Linked DNA regions of Hordeum vulgare: region 2 is linked to region 1. The links are chromatin contacts, called in public Hi-C maps. All regions are on one chromosome and are shown on one strand. The core of a region is the stretch at or near the end of the contact, and the rest is flanking DNA. Distances in the headings are between cores, read along the strand shown.

What was found. A called contact is a pair of places that touch in the nucleus more often than the background predicts.
Region 2: a contact with region 1 is called in a Hi-C map of seedling, with 6 times the contacts expected there. The contact joins two enhancer-like sites. A contact is called at or near these places in 3 of 6 Hi-C or Micro-C datasets (leaf and seedling) and 1 of 1 datasets of contacts at active chromatin or transcription factors (embryo).

The regions. Positions count from the first base shown.
Region 1 is chr6H:165,782,829-165,787,845 of MorexV3_pseudomolecules_assembly, reverse strand. No RefSeq gene overlaps it. Among protein-coding and RNA genes, the nearest start is that of LOC123404715, 200 kb to the left of the region's middle. Within about 2 kb of position 3,040, at least 3 of the 3 cell types and tissues checked have open chromatin away from gene starts, as enhancers often do. A contact at or near this core is called in leaf and seedling, where this site is marked.
Region 2 is chr6H:166,094,364-166,099,380 of MorexV3_pseudomolecules_assembly, reverse strand. No RefSeq gene overlaps it. Among protein-coding and RNA genes, the nearest start is that of LOC123404715, 110 kb to the right of the region's middle. Within about 2 kb of position 1,915, at least 3 of the 3 cell types and tissues checked have open chromatin away from gene starts, as enhancers often do. A contact at or near this core is called in leaf and seedling, where this site is marked.

The sequences.
Region 1 (5,017 bases), core at 1,791-4,290:
CCCACCTAGGGGCTGGTTCCCTCCCACACTTGGCCCATGTAGCCCTCCAGGGTTTGTGGCCCCTCCCGGTGGGCCTCCGGAACCCTTCCGGTGGTCCCGACACTTTGCCGGTGGTGCCCGAAACATTTCCGGCATCCAAACTCATCCATCCTATATATCAATCTTTACCTCCGGACCATTCCGGAGCTCCTCGTGACGTTCAGGATCTCATCCGGGACTCCGAACATCCTTCGGTAACCTCGTATAACAATTCCCTATAACCCTAGCGTCATCGAACCTTAAGTGTGTAGGCCCTACGGGTTCGGGAGACAGGCAGACATGACCGAGACACCTTCTCCGGCCAATAACCATCAGCGGGGTCTGGATACCCATGGTGGCTCCCACTTGCTCCACGATGATCTCATCGGATGAACCACGATGTCAAGGATTCAATCAATCCCATATAAAATTCCCTTTGTCTGTGGGTATAGAACTTGCCCGAGATTCGATCGTCGGTATACCTATACCTTGTTCAATCTCGTTACTGGTAAGTCTCTTTACTCGTTCCGTAGCACGTCACCGTGTGACTAACTCCTTAGTCACATTGAGCTCATGATGATGTTCTACCGAGTGGGCCCAGAGATACCTATCCGTCACACGGAGTGACAAATCCCGATCTCGATTCGTACCAACCCAACAGATACTTTCGGAGATACCCATAGTGCACCTTTATAGTCACCCAGTTACGTTGTGACGTTTGATACACCCAAAGCACTCCTACGGTATCCGAGAGTTGCACAATCTCACGGTCGAAGGAAAAGATACTTGACATTGGAAAAGCTTTAGCATACGAACAATACGATCTAGTGCTACGCTTAGGATTGGGTCTTGTCCATCACATCATTCTCCCCAATGATGTGATCCCGTTATCAATGACATCTAATGCCCATGATCAGGAAACCATGATCATCTATTGAGTAACGAGCTAGCCAACTAGAGGCTTGCTAGGGACACATTGTGATCTATTTATTCACACATGTATTACTGTTTCGTGTTAATACAATTATAGCATGAACAATAGACGATTATCATGAACAGGGAAATATGATAATAACCATTTTATTATTGCCTCTAGGGCATATTTCCAACACCGTCGCGTTTGGAGGACGGCCGGGATGAGGGAGCGTCGGTGCGAGGAAGATAGTGAAGATAGAGGGAGTTGAGAGGGAGGAAGTGAGGCACGGAGAAGAAGATAACTAGATAAATTAAAAGTAGCGTGGGACGGCTAAGAACGCTACTTCTAAGCTATGGCCATGTTTGGATACTCTAACCGAGTTAGATGTTAGAGTTAGATTCTAACTCTAGACTAACCCTGAACTAACAATAACCAAAAAGGTGTTTGGATGGTAGGGTTAGATTGTTAATAAATGCACTTTTTCCAATCATTTGGGTCCTTTATCGAGGATTTCGTGTGGTTGAGGTAGAGGGAAAAGCAACCTTTTCTGGGCTCCACCAAACTCTAACCCAAATAAGCACCTCTAGGATGGGTTAGTTCTTTTGTGTGGGTTAGATGCATCTAACCAACTCTAACCCTTCTGTTTGAATGTTTGGGGGTTAGTTCGGTCCAATCTAACCAACTCTAACGCCAACCCATGAATCCAAACAGGGCCTATACAGCAGTAGAGTGTGTTGGTGTCCGACGCTGCTGTTAAGTGGGGTTCATCTACTGACACCGTACGAACATACTGGTAGCGGCGGGTCACACACACACGCTACTGCTACGTATCCCGTAATAGCTTTGATTTTAGTCAAACGCTACTACTATGGGCAGCCCCGATGGATGACGATGAACAACTCAGCAATAGCCTCGGGTCAGCGGCACGCCCTACTAACATATTCCTACTTGTAGCGCATGTTCGTCACACGCGCTACTACTAAGTAGCTAGAGGTGTCCACCTTTTCTGCGCTATTGTTAAGGTTTTATTTATAAACTTTATTTTAGTAGTGATGCGGCCTTGATGTGTTGGAAAAATAACCGAGCCGAACAAAGCTGAACCAAATTTGGGATGGATGTGCTACGTTGGATGCACGCACGACGGATCAAACACGAATGTCCATTTGCCACTCTAAATACATCCCACACGAATAAAATCCGAACGAAATGTCATCGTCTTAGGATCGTACGTAGGAGGTTGCCTTAAGCTGCTAGCGTTCGGGTTTTGTGCTAGCCCATGTACAACGAGGCCGTTCGATCATTATCTGTGATAGCACATGTACAATGAATCCTACTCCGTATTTTTCTGTATACTTCTTTCCATCTATCCGGGGCGGCCGACCAACGTGGCCCCTAAGGTGGCGCCGCCACCGCCGTGCGGGTCAGCAATGACGCATAGTCAAAGGTTCCTTGCCCGATCAGACGACTCCTCGCCGAGGTGCCTCACCCGCCTCACGCTTAGTCGCGGTATGCACTTTGTCCGTTTCGGCAGCGACGACGACTACGGGCTAGCCGCTAGCGCGCTGTTTCTTGAACGCACCGCAGGTACGGTTGCTGCGCGCATTGGCTCGCAATCTCCTCGGTGCCGACCTTCTGGACGGATGGGGTGTAGTGTATCCCGCCAGGATATTCCCGGCTCGATCGACCGCGACGCCGGCCTTTGTTTTTTTGCCGCTGCCTGTGCCTGGCTGGTTGTAATAGTAGGGGATTTGGCCATTTGGGCGGTCGGCACGAGAAAAGAAACCAATGCCCTGCAGCTAGTGTTGGAAAAGAACGGTACTAATAGAGATGTAAATGGCAAATAAATGGCAGCCACAAGTCTCATTTGTTTAGCTTTTTTTAACTTCGTAGTTTATTTTCCTCAAAAAATATATTAAACTATTAGATAATAAATGGGATTAAATGGGACACACTTCCCATCCCGTCCATCCCTAACTGCATGCTTGCCAAGCCTAGTTTCGCTGCTGGCGTTCTAGAAGATGGGTGCTGTCCACTCCATCCACCTACCCATGAGGCACGTGCCTGCAATAAACAGGAACCCGTCAAATCACTGATTTATAAGCCACTCCGGCATGGTACGGTGGTCCGACCCATCCAGATCCATCTACATGGAGACCACAGGCCACAGCTGCCGTAGCCCGTGCGTGGGGCTGTATGCCTATATCCATCGTTGTACTTTGATCAAGTATGATATATTTTTTTCTTTTGCAGTAGGATGTAGTATGTGACTAATTTTTCGGCCAGTGTTAGAAGCCAAGCCGTGCTTAATTGCTCTGTGTGCACCTCGTGGTATTTTAGTCTCATTATGGAAAGGAAAAATGTCCAAAACAAACATATAAACGAAAGTTAAATTAAATCCTGAACTTGTAATACCGAAAATTGACACATTTAACTGTTCGATTCCGGTCTATTTTAAACCTTGAGAGCGTTATCAAACAGGAATTCTCGATGTGGCAGCTCAAATTTCAGGATTGTTATATGTGGTTGTGACTGAGCCTGCCCAACATACACGAACCAAGTTTTTTTTATTTTTCATTTTTGAGGGATTTATTTTTTCTTGAAACGTGAAGTATTAAAGTACCGAAAGGCTGCATCCGCGACTGGGTCGGGGCAAACAGACGCGAGGCATTTTTTCTTTCCGTAAAACATGCAAAATAAAAGTACAAAAAACATATATTTTAAAAATATGGGAACACATTTTCAAACCTGATTATTATAAGAAATGTTTAAACAATGTAAGAAATGTTCATATAGTTTTATAAATGTTTATTGTGATTAACAAAAAGTAAAACGTGTATTTGGCCAAATGTTACCTTGTCACATTCTTTTTGGAAATTCGTAAATTATTTACGTTAGAAAACTTATAGTTGTTATTTCAGAATTTTTCACCTTTTGTTTGAAGAAATGTTTAAACTTTTTCATGAATGATTTTATATATGAACAGTTCTAGCACTTTTTTAACGACGTGTGCTATATATAACCACTAGCCGTCCTCACAATAAAAATTCAGGAAGACAAGTGGGTACGTGTAGTTTAAAAAATTATGTATTTTCATCATGAAAATGTAAAAGAGAATTTATTATATTTACTAAAATAAAAAACAAAGAAAACAGAAAAGAAAAAGGGAAAGATAACCAGAGTAGTGCGAACGAGCGAGCGACTGCGCTAATGGGCCAGCCCAATTTGTCCTAATGTTCAGCCAGCCCTTGCTAAATACCCATAGGATTTGAAATAGACGGGGATTAAAAAGTTCGATGTGTTGATTTCCGGGATTATATGTTCAGGATTTGATTTACCTTTCGTCTATAAGTTTAAGGTTTGTTTTGGACTTCTTACGAAATGTATTTTTGGACGTAGTATATTATTGTAAGGGCATGCCACATTTTTTAATCTCACGCAAATTTTTTATACATTGTATACACTTCTTTCTGAAAATGTCACAACCATATTTTTTGAAACTCGTGAACATTCGTGAAATGTTACATTTTTTTAATGGACGAAACTTTTGTTTGAGTCACAAAAATATTATTTACATTGTACATACGTTTTTAAAATGCCACGACATTTAAAGAAATCTGGTTTTAAAATAATTACGTTCCAGCAAATGTTAGTTTTCTAAAAAATTGACTGTTTTTTAAAACATTATTGTTTTTTAAAGTATTCAGAATTTTCAAAAAAGTACACACACTTTATTAAATGTTTAGACATTTCCAAAGTTGTTTACATTTCCATTATTTCCTTGCCCAAAAAATATGTTTTCTAAGGTCGATGCTTTGGTGTTTCCCAAAACACAAATAACTTATGAAATTGCAAAAACATTATATAAAAAATGCGACACAATTTTTGAAAATCTGAATCATTTTTCATAGCATGTGAACAACTGTTGAAATTCTGAACTTTTTTTGACAAATGTGATTTTTTTGCTAACACGGAGAGTTTCTTAAAAAAAGTGAAGAGAATTTCAAATATATTTTAAAATAGAAAAGTAAATTTAATTTATGCCAAAAATAGAAAAAGATCATTTTCAACGTCTTAACAATATTA
Region 2 (5,017 bases), core at 666-3,165, 310 kb before region 1:
ATAGGAATCACATTGTTGCAAGGCACCGACACAACCAAGGAGCCGTGGGTCCTTTGCAAGACATGGCGGATCTAGCTAGTGCGGTATGTAGGCTGTAGATCTAGGAAAGACACTCATCTGCCATTGCTAGGAGGAGTAGGGTTGGTGGATGAAAGATCTGAGTGGTGATCAAGGAACATAGAGGTGGAGGGGATGAGAGAAAGCAGATGGATCCAGGTGCCATGTCACATCCAGGCGAAGGTCAGGGATGAAGAGGATGATGGAAAAGAGGAAAGTAGATCCGTGATCGCCTGATTCTTGCAGCTGACCTTTATTGCCGTCAGCGACGACCATTGGTGACGATGATAGAGCGGTAGTGAACATCTGTTCCTGGCTGGGCTGAGGGCGTCCTGGTGTCGCCCCTTGGAGCGACGAAGGAGCGGGGATCTGCCTCTTTTTATGAAGGCACAACTGTCGTCCAGGAGGAAGGAGCATGAGATAGAATCATGTTGTCAAGTGTGAATGGATATTACATGACATCGTGTTCGACAAACATTTGTCATTTCAACTATTTATTTTTTTAGTATATTTTTTATTATTCCGTGGCAACGCACGAGGACAACTAGTTCTTTTAAAAGCAGGTTAATACCCTGGCATTTTTAATATGAAAGTTTTGTTTATGTATCTTACTTTTACCGTCAACTCATGTAGCGCTGTAGCATCGACATCCATTAGCTATAGCATGACAGTGAGAGTAACCACAACCATATAGGCGCAGTTGCTTTATATGATCTGGTGCAAAGTCTGCTCAGTTTTTTTACCCGAGATCCTTCTTAGTTACAGTAGAGGGAGGAAAGGCTGGAGATCCCGTCCACGTACAGGAAAGAGAGAGAGAGAGAAGAGGTCGAAAAGGAAGAGGGCGACATGAAGGAATTTGTACCGCGGCTGACAAGAGAGAGGACAGAGAAAGAGTGAGACCATGGGTGCGCATTCCAGCTAGACTTCAAGGTCCGTTTTGCAATTGTCCCATCAGATTTCCTCGTAGATGGATCTTGTCTCGTCTTTTAACATCCGATGGCCCTTGAACTGTCGGAGCATTCGGTGCGGAATCAAATTGGTATGGTACTATGCCAAATGCCCTCATCGTTGAGGCTTTTGTTTGTTAGCATGATGTTCTGCTTTGCTGAAGATTCAGGTTGGGGACATCATTGTGGAGTCTGAATTCCTCACCGTTGAGGCTTTTGTTTGTTAGGATGATGTTCTGCTTTGCTGAAGATTCAGGTTGGGGACATCATTGTGGAGTCTGAATGTATAGAGCTAGTAAATCCTGAAGGTAAGGACGACGGATCCGGCTGCAATTTTTCCTCCTAGCAAATTCAGGAGCTTAGGAGCTGTTCGGATTCACTCGGCTCGTTAACTCTGTTGCTGGAGCGAGCGGAGCGGCGCCGAACGGAACAGTTCGGCGGAGCGGCCGGAGCGGAGCAGTCTCCATTGTAGTCTTACGGAATTGAGAAATCGACTCTCCGAGCACTCCACTCCTGCGGAGCGTTGCCCAACAGGGTCTTAGTATTGTGTTTTCTGTTTTTGACACTTTGTCTTTTGTAAAATAAGAAGAGCATGTGTAGTTCTCTGTCCGCCTCCACCTCCCCTCTAGATCCCACCCGATCTCCTTCACCTTCCGTACGACTCCCCTCCCCTCTGCCTCCCCTCGAGTAAATTGCCAAAGACTACCATATTTGAAGCAAATGTGTCCAGTGGCTATCACTTTACGATTATCAGCGAAAAACTACCAAAATTTTATTAATTCGTTGCTAAAAACTATCAAGATTTGTAACTTAGCTCGTTTAATTGTTTTTCTGGCAAGTCGGGCCCACAGGTCAGGTTGACTGTTAGCTTTGACCGTTATTACAGATAGGACCCACACGTCAGACCTTTCTTCCACCTCTCTCCACCCTCATGTGCATTACATCGAACATGTTACGTGCGTCCCTGTGCGTGTCCTCGCCGCCGCCGGCAGGCCTCTTGCCGCCCACCAGCGTCAGTCTTGTCTTGGGCGAGGTGGCAGAGGAGGACGCCAACGACGTGGCCGCGGCCGCGTCGGCGAGGGCGGCTACCTGGAGGAAGACGGACGCCGATGCCCGTGGCCACGTGCATCAAGGCGAGGTTGCGGGTGCTCGTGCGGCTGCGCGGCCAGGTGAAGGGACTGCAGGTGTGAAGGCCGGTGATGTGCGGTTGTGCGGTCAGGTGAAGGGACTGCAGGTGTGAAGGCCGGTGATGTGCGGCTGTGCGGCAAGGCGCGGTGCGGCCGCGGCTTGCTCACGAACAGGCGCAACCCGACGACTACGGTATGCATAACAAGGGAAAAGCGAGAGGGGAGGCGTCTCTCACCACGGGTCGCTGGAGACGACGAGGATGTGATCGGCCCGACGGAGATGGCGAGGCTCGACGCTGCTACGCTCTGCCCGACAGAGAGGAAGCAGAGGAAGAAGAGGTCGTCGGTCTTGGAGTTCCTCGGCTCATCTCTCGGCGGGAACGAAACCGGGGTGGCGTCGTGGTTAGAAGGGACACAACAGGGGAGGCCATGGCCGTGATCTAGGCCGGCGGGAATCCTTGCTCGATCTAGGCCTGGGCCACGGTTCGCGCTACCTCGACCCCGGACGAGGAGGAGGAGGTGGCGTGGGTATGCACGGGCACGCAGCGGGCGACGGCGGCGGCGAGTCCGGCAAGGTCCTTGGCGGCGCGACGCTGAGCGCGGGCTGCGGAGGCGAGCTTGACGGGGTCACGGCGGCGAACGGCTGCGCGGAGGTCGGCGGTATGGCCGTGAAGCGCGAGCAGGGCGGCTAACAGTCAATCTGACATGTGGGCCCGGCTTGCTAGAAAAACGATTAAACGAGCTAAAATGGACAGTTACAAATCTTGGTAGTTTTTAGCAACGGATTAGCAAATTTTTGATAGTTTTTCGCTGATAATCGTAAAGTGGTAGCCACCGGACACATTTGCGCCAAATGTGGTAGTTTTTGGCAATTTACTCGCCTCCCCTTCCACTGTTGCGGGATCCTGGCTGGGCAAAGCCCGTGAGGGGGGATGATGGCGGCGGCGGGGCGTCCCTTCATCGCGGTTTGGAGGCATGGCTGTGATGGTGGATCTTGAGCGAGCGCCTCGGGACGGCGTGTGTTTGGTCATGGCGCCGGTCACGCAGCAATATGACCTCCTCTATCTTTGGTTGTCTTCATCATTGGTCCAAAGGGATCAGCGGATCAAGTGGAGGAGGAGATGGTGGCCTAGCTGCTGAAGTGGGTGAGGATACCACCATCGTCGGCGGCACCTGTGGGTGTCGTTTTGCTCGTTGGAGGCGATGATGGGGGCGTCCCTCGCTTCATTGTTTACGGGGGAAACCGCATATCTGGAGGAGGCTACCATTGACGGCGACGCGCATGGGTGTCATAGCCCTCGTTGGAGGTGTTGAGGGGCCTCCTGGATCGGATGATGGCAATATCTTCGTCATCACCCCCGTGAGGGCTTCATCTTTGGAGACATTCATCGGTTGGACGAACATGAGGACGACTTGGTGGTTGGGCGTTGGTAGGTGGTGGAGCGGTGCTTCATCCTACACATCGATGGCGGCGAATCTCGGCGGCATGGCGCAGTGGAGACTCGGTGTTCGATGGGTGGCGATGGACTCGAGGACGACGTTGTGTGGCGTTGTGGTGGCGTTGATGGCAGAGAGGCATGGCAAGGTCAATGTGTGAGTATCTGATCTGAAGATGGATCGATGGGTGAAGGAGGTAACAGCCTTTGCAGCATGCGCATGTGGTGCCCACTGAAAGTACGCCGGACCGGTGTATAAACCAGTCCAGGTATTATGACTTGGATGTTAGGTGTTGATGTGATATCCAGTATTAGGCTTAAATATTCGACACTCATTCATCACGGGGATAAAAATAATGATCGGTGTTATTAAGATGATGGCTTTAAATTTACTAATGTATTACATTGTAAAATAGTAATTAATAAAATAGTTGCATACACCTTCGAGATGCAGAGCCCCATACATCCTCCTTTTGAAAATAAAACGAGAAGCCAATATGCAGCTCACCAACAGCTAAATTTACCCATTGTACTAGTCGAGATTGTGTGTGTGGCTGTCCCAAGCTCCTTGCAGTGTAGGTGTAGCACCCTGTATTTAGCAACGGTGTAAAACTTGCTATGTACTGACTCTGACTGTCCCTAGGTAATGTGGCCTTTTTGCTGTATAATTTGTCTGCTTCTGTACTCTGATGTGATTGTGATGTTCTCCAATGTAAAAGCCTTATCAGTACAGCGGATCCACAAAAAAGTTGTGTCCAGAGCACTTTGGTACAGTTACAAAACAAGAGCACGAAAGTAAAAAACAGTGATTTGTAAAGTTCTTTTCAGTTTTCATCGACAGACCACAGTTGAAAGAATAATGCTACATATACCGAGAATTAAATGCAAAAATTAATGAGAAATTTTATTTAGAAGCGCAGCATGATGGACATCCCGGCTTGCATCATCTCTTCTCATGCATGCATGCATGCAATGATGTTATGAGATTCGTTTTAAATGATCGAAATTCAAAAACTTTTATCTCTTAAACCATTAATTCGATCGATGATCCGTTTTCGCCGTTGACTTTGTTTCGATGAAATCTTCAAAACTAGATCCCATGTCGACATGTTCTGACAATTTTTTTTGCCCGTACTTACTACATTTGCTGTACTTACTTGTCATATTAGTAAATACTTACTTGTCTGATAAAAAATAACTTAATCGCCAATTTTTTTGAAAACTGCGTATAAATATGACATCTAGACATAATTAAAATGGCAAGCACAAACAACTTTTTTTAGGCGATTACACACAAAAATATGACAACTCAACATATTTAAAATCGGTGACTACAAAAAAATCTTTTTTGTCATCGTTTATAAATATGATAACCCAACATAGTTAAACTAACAAGCACACAAAATAGTTTTTTTTGCAAAGTTGCATGTAAAAATGACAAGTTTGCATA